Linked DNA regions of Mus musculus: regions 1 and 3 are each linked to region 2. A link is a contact called in public promoter capture Hi-C data. All regions are on one chromosome and are shown on one strand. Each heading gives the region's core, a stretch centred on a gene start, on an enhancer-like site or on the middle of the called end of the contact. The rest is flanking DNA. Distances are from core to core; before and after follow the strand shown.

What was found. Capture Hi-C pulls out chosen DNA fragments and counts their contacts.
Region 1: a contact with region 2 is called in a promoter capture Hi-C map of pancreatic islet. The contact joins the promoter of Lrrc20 here to the promoter of Pald1 in region 2. A contact is called at or near these places in 2 of 484 Hi-C or Micro-C datasets (embryonic fibroblasts and embryonic stem cells), 1 of 115 datasets of contacts at active chromatin or transcription factors (embryonic stem cells) and 2 of 9 other capture datasets (adipose tissue and pancreatic islet).
Region 3: a contact with region 2 is called in a promoter capture Hi-C map of adipose tissue. The contact joins the promoter of Prf1 here to the promoter of Pald1 in region 2. A contact is called at or near these places in 3 of 39 promoter capture datasets (liver, maxillary cranial neural crest and second pharyngeal arch cranial neural crest), 1 of 484 Hi-C or Micro-C datasets (trophoblast stem cells), 1 of 115 datasets of contacts at active chromatin or transcription factors (embryonic stem cells) and 4 of 9 other capture datasets (adipose tissue, embryonic stem cells, liver and 1 more).

What each region holds. Positions count from the first base shown.
Region 1 is chr10:61,474,304-61,477,122 of GRCm38.p6, forward strand. It overlaps Lrrc20 (leucine rich repeat containing 20), which reads left to right and starts at 1,530. Exons shown (of 5, transcript NM_153542.1): 1 at 1,530-1,586. It overlaps D830039M14Rik (RIKEN cDNA D830039M14 gene), which reads right to left and starts at 2,378. Exons shown (of 1, transcript NR_166099.1): 1 at 924-2,378.
Region 2 is chr10:61,381,869-61,385,026 of GRCm38.p6, forward strand. Pald1 (phosphatase domain containing, paladin 1) reads right to left here and starts at 1,655. Exons shown (of 20, transcript NM_013753.2): 1 at 1,424-1,655.
Region 3 is chr10:61,296,127-61,299,317 of GRCm38.p6, forward strand. Prf1 (perforin 1 (pore forming protein)) reads left to right here and starts at 1,710. Exons shown (of 3, transcript NM_011073.3): 1 at 1,710-1,728.

The sequences.
Region 1 (2,819 bases), core at 280-2,779, 92 kb after region 2:
TCTTGTCTCCTTTCACAGAGTTCTCAAGGATGGAGAAGCAGAAAGGACTCTAAGAGCCCAGGCCATTATATCCCTAATGGGAGGTGTTGGGTTATGACTAGTTTATTGCTTAGCCTGGTAGGGAGGGGCCTAGTGAACCTGGTCAGTTTCAGGGACTTCCTGAAGCTAATTTGAGTTTGTTTACCTTCCTCTTTAAGGAGGTTCCCAAAGCTATTTTAAGTGCTTATTGCTTAAGGAGCTTCCTACAGGAAGCAGTGTTTTTGGAAACTGTTACACAACAGGAGATCTGTGAAGTGGCTACATTTTAGAAGCTGTGGTCCTGGTGGCTAGTCTGGCAGCCGTGAATACAAATTACTCAAAAGAACAGCAGCATCTTTTGCTAGTCTGATTTACTGACTAGAAATTTAGTGACACAAAAGGGTTAAAATGTTGCAGGTCCAGAGCCAGACTGGCATTTTGTGGCATCTTTATGTCCTTTAACAACTACTGATTGCTCTGCCCTCTACTTGGCTTAACATCTTTGTAACTATCCAGTAAGTCAGAGTGCAAGAACAGATCTCTAGTTTCCGATCAACCAAAGGGCTAAGAATGCTCTCAGGCTAGCATCTGGGGCCTATAGCTGAGATCTTTTTCTCCTTTGCTGTAGCCTGTTTACCTGATATCCTCACCAATACAATTGAAAAGTGCCTTGTTTTTACGTTTTTCTTTGTTCTTCATTAAGAGGCTGGAGAGACAGCTACACCGTTCCTTTGCAAGGGTTGTCCAATCATGTACAGGATGGTTCATAGCTGTTTGCAACTCCAATCCCAGGAGATTTGACCCCTCTTTTGGCCTCTGAGGACACCAGACACATAGGTGGTGCACAAATACACACGCGGGCAAACACGCATAAAATAACTAAAAAAAAAAAAAAAAAGCACAAAATAATTCACAATTTTTATCAAACTGTTACCATGTTGGGACATGGAATAACCTGTATTTGTGTTCCCGGGCTAGGGTCGCTCCTATTTGGCTCTAGGATAAGCCATCTCTGATCCCCTTTGAGGTGAGAGTTGTGTTTTTGCGTCGCAGCAGCGCTGGACTCCACAGTCCCTTCATCAGTTCTCACAGCGACCCGTGAAGCAGGTAGACTTTAGTTCCATGTTTACTTTAGTCTGAAGAGATGAAGTTACAGTGCGGCTTCAATTAGCGTTTCTTTGCGTTTTCCAAAGTTCCCCGATCTGCTGAACCCGGCTCATCCGTGGAATTAAAAACAAAATAAAATCCAGCCTGGAGAAGCATCCTACACAAGAAGATGCAGGGCCCCGCCCCTAGCGCGCTGGCTTTGCCGACTCCACACAAAGCGGTTCCTCCCTTGGTTCCCGAGCGCGCAGGAGGAGTTGCGCGCTGATTGGTGCGCGCGGGCGGAGCGCTGGCCCCTCCCCGCCCTGGGTCGTATCCTGGTGTCACTATTGGCTGAGCGGCCGTGCGCGCTGAGCTCCCTGCCCCTTTGGCTCCGCCCCTCGGGCTCAGAACTTGCACCGGGTGCCGTCGGTCGCCGCGGGAGCGTGAGTGCTGGGCGCTGGGCTCTAGGACGCATTGTCGCCGTAAGTGCTGCCTCCAGCGGCCCACAGGCTTCGCGCCGCGCTGAATAACGGTGGCCAGAGGCCGAGCGTGGCAGGGGCAGAAGGGAAAGCACTGGGCTTGGCCGTGTCCCTTCCCCTCCCCCAGCACACCTGGTAGCACCGAGTCATGGCTCGGGCGGTGCCCAGAGGTCATGGACTATCGCTTGCGGTAGTGGGAGGCTCGTGGTTAGAGCTCTCGGACAGCCCGGCTTCCGTCTCCCCAGTGAGACGCCCTTGCCCATCGGGAGAGGCAGCTGCGCATGTCACTTGGGAGTGTGCCTCTCCGCCCCTGGCAGCGTGGGACGCCCCCGGCCTCTGCGATCACCAGCGTCCCCCCTCTGCTTGCTCCATTTGTCCCAGTTCCTGTCTGCCAGGCCAGCGCGAGGCTGGAGACGAGCAGCCACTGGCTGTGAGAATGGGGTCCAGGGATCCTGTCCTTGGCCACTGTGTACTGTCGGTACAGTCTAAGGATGCTCACGCGGGGCTCCCCAACTCTAAAGCTGAGCTGCGAAACCAGGCGCCAACGTGTCCAGCTCATTGCCCCAGCGGGCTCTTTCCCCTGGGTGAGAAAGTGGGTCATCTCTGCTCTGGTCTCGAGTGGACCTTTGGGACTGTTGGGGTGTGATTAGCATTGTGCCCCTTACCTCGCCACATCAGCTCTTGGCTTCAGCAGGGTCCCGAAGTCTGTCTGGAGCCAGCGGAGCCAGCGGTGGGGCAGATCGTGCGCATGGCTGCGGAGGCTCCGGTTGCCCCGCAGAGCGGCTGCCAGGCTCTAAAGTTCCCAGTTGACCACAACAGTAACTAAATATAGGACCAGCTGGTGCGGCCGGAGTGTCGCAGTGGCTCCTTTGCAGAGATCTTAGGGCTGCAGATAATGAAGTTGAGTTCTGACCCTTAAAGACTGGGTCATTGCCATGGTCAAGGTTTAAATACCTCAGCCCCAAGTTTGGAATTTAGGTGAGATCAGTTTCAGATCTGCCAGAGAAATTATACAGTGTTCACAATCATAGCTTCCTCAAAGCAGAATAGCACACTCACCTTCAATTTATTATATGCAAACTTCCTGTCTGTCCTTGTTTGATGACCTAATAGTTGGTCCTGGCTTAATGCAGGAAGCCCTTAATGGCTTGCAGAGTCTTTTCTTAGAAGTGATTTTTTTTCAGTTAATTTTTATTAACAGTTTCATTGAGGAAGGTGATGTTTCCATCTCACAAC
Region 2 (3,158 bases), core at 405-2,904:
GAGCGGCAGAGTAGGGTCAGAGTTGCCCAGAGCCCCACCCTGTCCACTCCATCACCAGAGAAGGGAGCAAAGTTGGGCCACCTCAGGCCGGTCTGCCCCCACAGGAAACCGCGTCTGGTCAATGCCTCCCACCCTTCCCTCCAGCCCCCACGAAGGAGACTCTTCAAAAAGGAAGTCAGGGCTTCCTCCTGGAAGGCTGGCTCAAACCTCAGCAGCCCCAAACCTGCGCTCCATCTGACTGGAGGAAACAAATGGGTCTTTGGACACCACCACCACCCCCAAAGCAAACAAAATATGGGGGTGGGGTGGACACACAGAAGCAGGAAGTCCTTGCCAGCCATCCTACGCTTGTTGCCCCCATCCCATCCCCCCACCCCCGCCCCCGCCCCAGCACCACCGCCGCACAAGGCGAGGTGCAAAGCGGTCCTGATTAGTAATGCTAATGAGGAGGGTGGGGTTGCCTGCACCAGGACATTTAAACACATCTATCAGCAAAGTCACAGGACACCCAGCGAGAGTACCCTCGCTGCGCCGGTGTTTTGCAATTCCCTTGAGGAACCTCCTGGCATTTTCTTCTAGGGCTACCAGCCCAGGGCTGGTATCAAACTCCCTATCAGAGAACTGGCCAAGTGTTTCTCTCTTGTCTTCCCTTGCAGGACAGAGCCACAACAGGACAGAGCCCTTCCAAGTCCTCCCACCTCCCACACTGTCTGTGCATGGCCCGGAGCCCACAGCCACAGGTGCTCTGTCACTGGCTGTGGGCAGACAAGGACCGGCCCATACTCTCTGGCTGGAAGACCAGAGATGCCTCAAGCTCACCCCGGGCCAGGCTTTTGTGGAGTCTGATTTACAAAACAAGGGCAGCTTGGCCACTACAAGGAACTGGGACAGTCAGTGTCCCAAACACTACCTTTCTATTAAGTCCATGTCTTTTGGGGGGAGGGGGGTGTCATGCTCAGGCACATGAATGTACTCACGCTCCACGCACACCCTCGCTCACACCAAGGAAACCCCACCTCAAAAGAGACCAAACCGAGCGGCGAATCAAAGCCAGTGCCTGCCAGGCCCCTCAGTTTGCTCCCTTGCCCCTGGGCCTCAAGGGTCCTGCAGATAAGTCTGGGGACCCCATGCCGGGGTCACAACGCGGCTATCTTTCCTAACTTCTTCGGAAGCCCAGCCCAGCTGGCCCGGAGGGCTCCCAGGCCAAGAAGTGCGGGTGTCGCCACTCCATGTTGTCCCTCACTCCGAGGGAAGCCAGAGTACAGGAGATGAGTCCGGGATCGACCTGCGCACAACCCGGGAGCAGCTCCAGCTTTGAGAAAGCATGGTGGCGCCGACCTGGGGCAGGCCTGGGTGGCTCGGACGCCTCCGCCCCAAACCGAGGGACCCCGATCCTCCCTCGGCGCGGCCCACGCGTGCTTACCTGGCAGCCGCAGCTCCGGGAGAGCGTCGCGCTATGCGGCCGGGGACTGCCGGCGCCGAGGCGGGCTTCGGGCACTACCCGCGCGGGCTCCAGATGACTCCGCCCACCCTCCCAGCCCATCCGGGGGCGGAGGCAGCTCCTGCTGTGTCCAGGCGGCGCAGACCCGGCCAGCCCGGGGCCACCGAGGCCAGGATCACCCCCAGAACCCCGCCTCGAGTCCGGATCCCCCCTCCCACGCCTGGGAGGGCGCGGTCACAGCTTCGGCCTCCGCCCACAAGGAGGGGGTGCGGACTTAAAGATACACTCACCCCACCACGGTCGGATAGGCACAACTCCCCTCCCCCCTCTTTCAATCCAGCCGGTTCCGGGCCAGCATCCTCCGTCTGCTCGCCCTACGCCTGGAGGAAAACCCTAGGGTAGAGGGAACCTGCGGGAGAAGCAAGTTCCTCTTTCCTTGTCTGGTCGGTTCCTTCTGGAAGATACCCAAGGCCGGCTTCCAATCTCCATGGCTGGAGAAAAATGCTTAGGCTGGTGGCGCCACACCCCCTCCCCTACTCCAGGGCCCCTGTTATGTCTGTAGCCCCGGGCTTCCCCTTTCTGCTTCTCCTGGACCCCAGAATCAGCATTTCTCCTGTGCCACTTGAGCTCCGTAGGGAAGGTCTGACGCCTCTCCGAATAGACGTCGAAGGATGAAGCCCTAAAAGAGCAGGTGGTCACCTTGACCGCTGGCTTAGGAAAATTGCAGCTCCCAGTCTTTGGAAGAAGAGCAGCCCCACTACCCCTACCCAACGCATCCAAGTGGTGGTGGGCTCTGGGGCTCTGGTACCTGACCCTTGACCTTGGATCACCCATGGGCACTTACTCACCCCTGCTTAGGTCTCAGGAAAGCCTCTTTGATGTATGGAATGAGGTCTCTCTCTGTCTCTCTCTCTGTCTCTGTCTCTCTCTGTCTCTCTCTCCCTACACTGAGGAATATTTCCTTCCTGCCTCTACCTGCCTTGGCCCCAGTCAGAGCTAGAGGGTCCTTGGCACGCTCTGCAGGGAGTTGTGACCAGGATGAAGACTTTGCAGGCCTGGCCTTTAGCCAAAATCAAGCTAGGGAACTTGAACTATGCAGAAGGAGGGCCTTGCAACCCTAAAAGGACTCATTAAGGGTGGTCTGGCCAGATACCCAGCATGTCTGCAGCGGTATCTCATCTGTGTAATCTTAGCAGGTACCTATGTACCTATCATTGTTCACACACACACATACACACACGGTCTCATATATCCCAAGTTGATTTTGTTCAATATTTAGTTAAAAATAACCTAGAAATTCTAAATCCTTCCTCCTGAATGCTGGGATTATAGGCACGGTCCCTCATTCTGGCTTATGCAGTGCTGGGTGTTGAAATCAAGTATTCTTGTGTATGCTGGGCATGCAAACACTCTAGCATATCCCTAGCCCTCGCTATTCCTATTTTAATACATGGGGAAACTGAGGCCCCAGGACTACCTGCCCTCTATGTCAGACTCCCTTCTGCCCATCCTAGGTGTGTGAGGAAGAAAGAGAAAGCCCAGAGGGTTGCTTAAGGACCATGGCCATCTTGGCTCCAGCCACACTTCACTCAGATTGGCCTACAGTTCCTTAACTGGGCTGTGTGACCCCCACCTTCTGCATCTTTGAGAGAGATGTTTGAGGAGCTACTGAGCTGGGGACCAGAGGCCTAAGTAAAGTGTGTAGCATATTGTCAGG
Region 3 (3,191 bases), core at 460-2,959, 86 kb before region 2:
CTTAACCACTGAGCTGTCTCTCCAGCCCAACTTATTCTTATTTTATGTTGATTGGTGCTTTGCCTGCATGTATATCTGTGTGAGGGTGTCAGAAGGTCTGAGACTAGAGTTACAGACAGGTGTGAGCTGCCATGTGAGAATCGAAGTCAGGTCCTCTGAAGGATCAGTTAGTGTTCCTAACCCCCAAGCCATCTCTCCAGCCCCTGCTAGAAAGGATCTTGAGAAGACAAAGGTTTCCTCATGATTATGGTGCAAGGGGGAGGTGATGGAGATGGCGATAGTGATGATGCCAGGTGATGATAATCTGATAGTGATAGAGGTGCCGGTACTATGGGATGGCAATGTCAACGATCTGATGATGGTGAAGATACTGGTGAAGTGAGGAAGATGGGTCGGATGATGGTGATGCTGGCCGTCAATGTGATAATGATCATGTTGATATAATGGTGTTGATGGTGGTGATCTCGACAAGAATTGGGACACTGATTATAGTACTGAATGTGAAATGCAGGGCCTTTCATATGCTAGGCAAGTGTGATACCCTGAGCTACATCCCCAGGCTCCTCCCTCTGACTTCATACATCAAATTCAGGACTACAAAGGAGCTTTAAAAAAAAAAGCTGTTAAAAGTGTGTTTCTGATGTAGCGGGACTGGAGCCTGTTTAGATTCTCGACTCTTTTCCCGAAGGCTTTTTGCAGGTTTCTGCAGCCTGTACCTTGTTCTTCCAGCATGGCTAAGGACTGAATGTCTCTGAGCTTTGGCATCGCAGTCAGACCACCCAGGCAGAGTGCCAACGTGGGGCCACAGGGCAACTGCAGTTTCTGCAGTAACAGAAGAGGAGGCCGGGTTCTGAGAAAGGTGGCACAAGCCCGGGTGAGATGTGACCATGTGGCCTGGGGTCTGTGGCTACTTATTCCCATCATGTACTCACTTAGGGGTGTTGAGAACTACCCCCACCCTGCATGGTTTTACCCACCTCATAACCAGCACAATTTTTTTTTTTAAGCCCCCAGTAGGTATCCATGAGTCACTCTGCCCATGGAAACCTCCCACAGTAACCTCAGGCAGAACAGAGTGGCCAACTGTCTTTCCACAGTACTAGCCTGCTCAAACCTGAGGTTCAGCTGGGATGTAGGTATGGACAGGAAGTGGGTACCAGCTTTGAGTATCTCTCCCCACTCCCAGGGAGGAGGGAACAGTCACATGTATTGAGAATGAGTAAAGATCGTGTCTAGTCCTAAGCACTGCACCATGTCTTCATGTCCCCTCTCATGGGACACTGTGATTAGCCACACTTTTGAATGAGGAGCTGAGATGTGAAGCGGCTGAAACCCCTTGCCCAGCCACTCAAGCCCAGGCCACTCTTCAGCAACTCTTCCTGACAGCGCATCCCATCCCAAACACTCAACTCAGAAGCAGGGAGCAGTCAGTTGGCCTGCTGGTCCACACCAGAGTCCCGCACCCCAACTGCTGCTCTGCTTGGCAGATGAGCCCCTGGCCTTCACAGCTGACTTCCTGAAGGCTGTCACAAGCCGGATGAGGAGGTGACAACAGGGTGGGTGCTGGTGGGAACCTGTGACCACACTCTGGGGGCAGGGCAGGAAGTAGTAATGATATGACGTTGGCCAGGGTGGGCCTGCCTGGGGATAGATCGCAGCATTTTAAAAGCCTCCATTGACAACGCAGGTGTCCCCCTGGGCTTCAGTGGCGTCTTGGTGGGACTTCAGGTAAGGAGGAGGAAGGGTAGGAAGCAGGGAGGTTGAGATACCCTGGGGAAAGAGAGTTGGAAGGTATAGCCAGGAGGAACCAGAAATGCTAGTAGCCAGCCTTCAAGCTCATCCCTCATTCCTTCATTGGGTTGGTGACAACTCGGGGGTTCATGTGTCAGTGACAACTGTCCACAGTTTCCAAGACTATTTCCAGAAGTTTTGGCAGTTAGAGTTCGTAAAGAATGGAAATGAGCCAAGTATGGAGCACATATATGACTATACCATCAGGGAACGGGGTAAACCCCATCTCGAAAGGTGTAAGGAAGGGGAGGTGAGGGGAGAGGACAGGAGAGGAAGGAAAGGGAGGGGAGGGAAAAGGAGGAAGAATCCAAGATCTGTAAATAAACTCCCTGACAATATAATGAAGGCCAGAAGGGGACTGATGTCCATTGATCAAAGTCACCAATGTGTTGGTCTCTTAAGCAGGTTGACCAGAAAGCTTGACAGGATTCTCCCCAGCTTGTTTATCTCCCAGCCTCACACATCACCTGAATTCTGCCTCCAGCTCACTGCTTTAGGTAGAACATGGAAGGCTGCAGCTAGATATGAGGAAGACCTCTGCTCACCCCACTCCCTCACTTAAGACCCTTCAGGGAGAGGAGAAAAACAAACAAACAAACAAACAAACACCTCTGAGGGTCTTAGAAGGAGCCAGTTCTCCATCCGTGGGTTGTGTCCACTGGGGGAAAAAAACCCACCTATTTCCAATGGATGGTCTTAGAAAACGCAAGATAGCAAAATTACAGTCATGAAGTCATGAAAATAAATTTATGGTTGGGGGTTCCCAGGACCATCAGAAATGTGTGTTTTCCTATGGCTGCAATCCACAGGTGGAGAAACGCTGAGACAGAGAGGAGATAGAGGGAGATTCAAAAACTGGGACCCTGTGGCAAGGAAGATCAATGAATTGCTGCCCACTAGCAGGCGACAGGTAGATACCTGTCCTGCCATAGTGTGAAGTATTCGGCAGGGAATGTCAAGACAGAAAACCTGAGCAGTGAGCAAAAGGGCTTGCAAGGGCGCACTTAAAGGTCCCCCACACTAGAGCCAACAGCACAGATACAGGACAGCCTTTGTCCATTGTAGAGTTGAGGCTGATGCCCTTGCAGGAGGCTCAGAGCAGCCACGGGGGATATGCAGGGAGCTCACTGTCTCCTAGCATCTGAAAGGGAGAGGCAGAAGTCACTGCTGGAATTAGAGATGGAGATTAAGTAAGAATCAGCTCGGAGCTATGCCTGGTGCCACAGGATTGAGATCGTAGCTCCTCCACATGTTCAAGGCTTGGCAACAGAATCACTTCAAAGCTATCCTGAGCAATGATACCTTGTCTCAAGATAGATAGACAGACAGACAGACAGACAGATAGATAGATAGACAGACAGACAGACAGATAGATAGATGATAGATAGACAGATAGATGA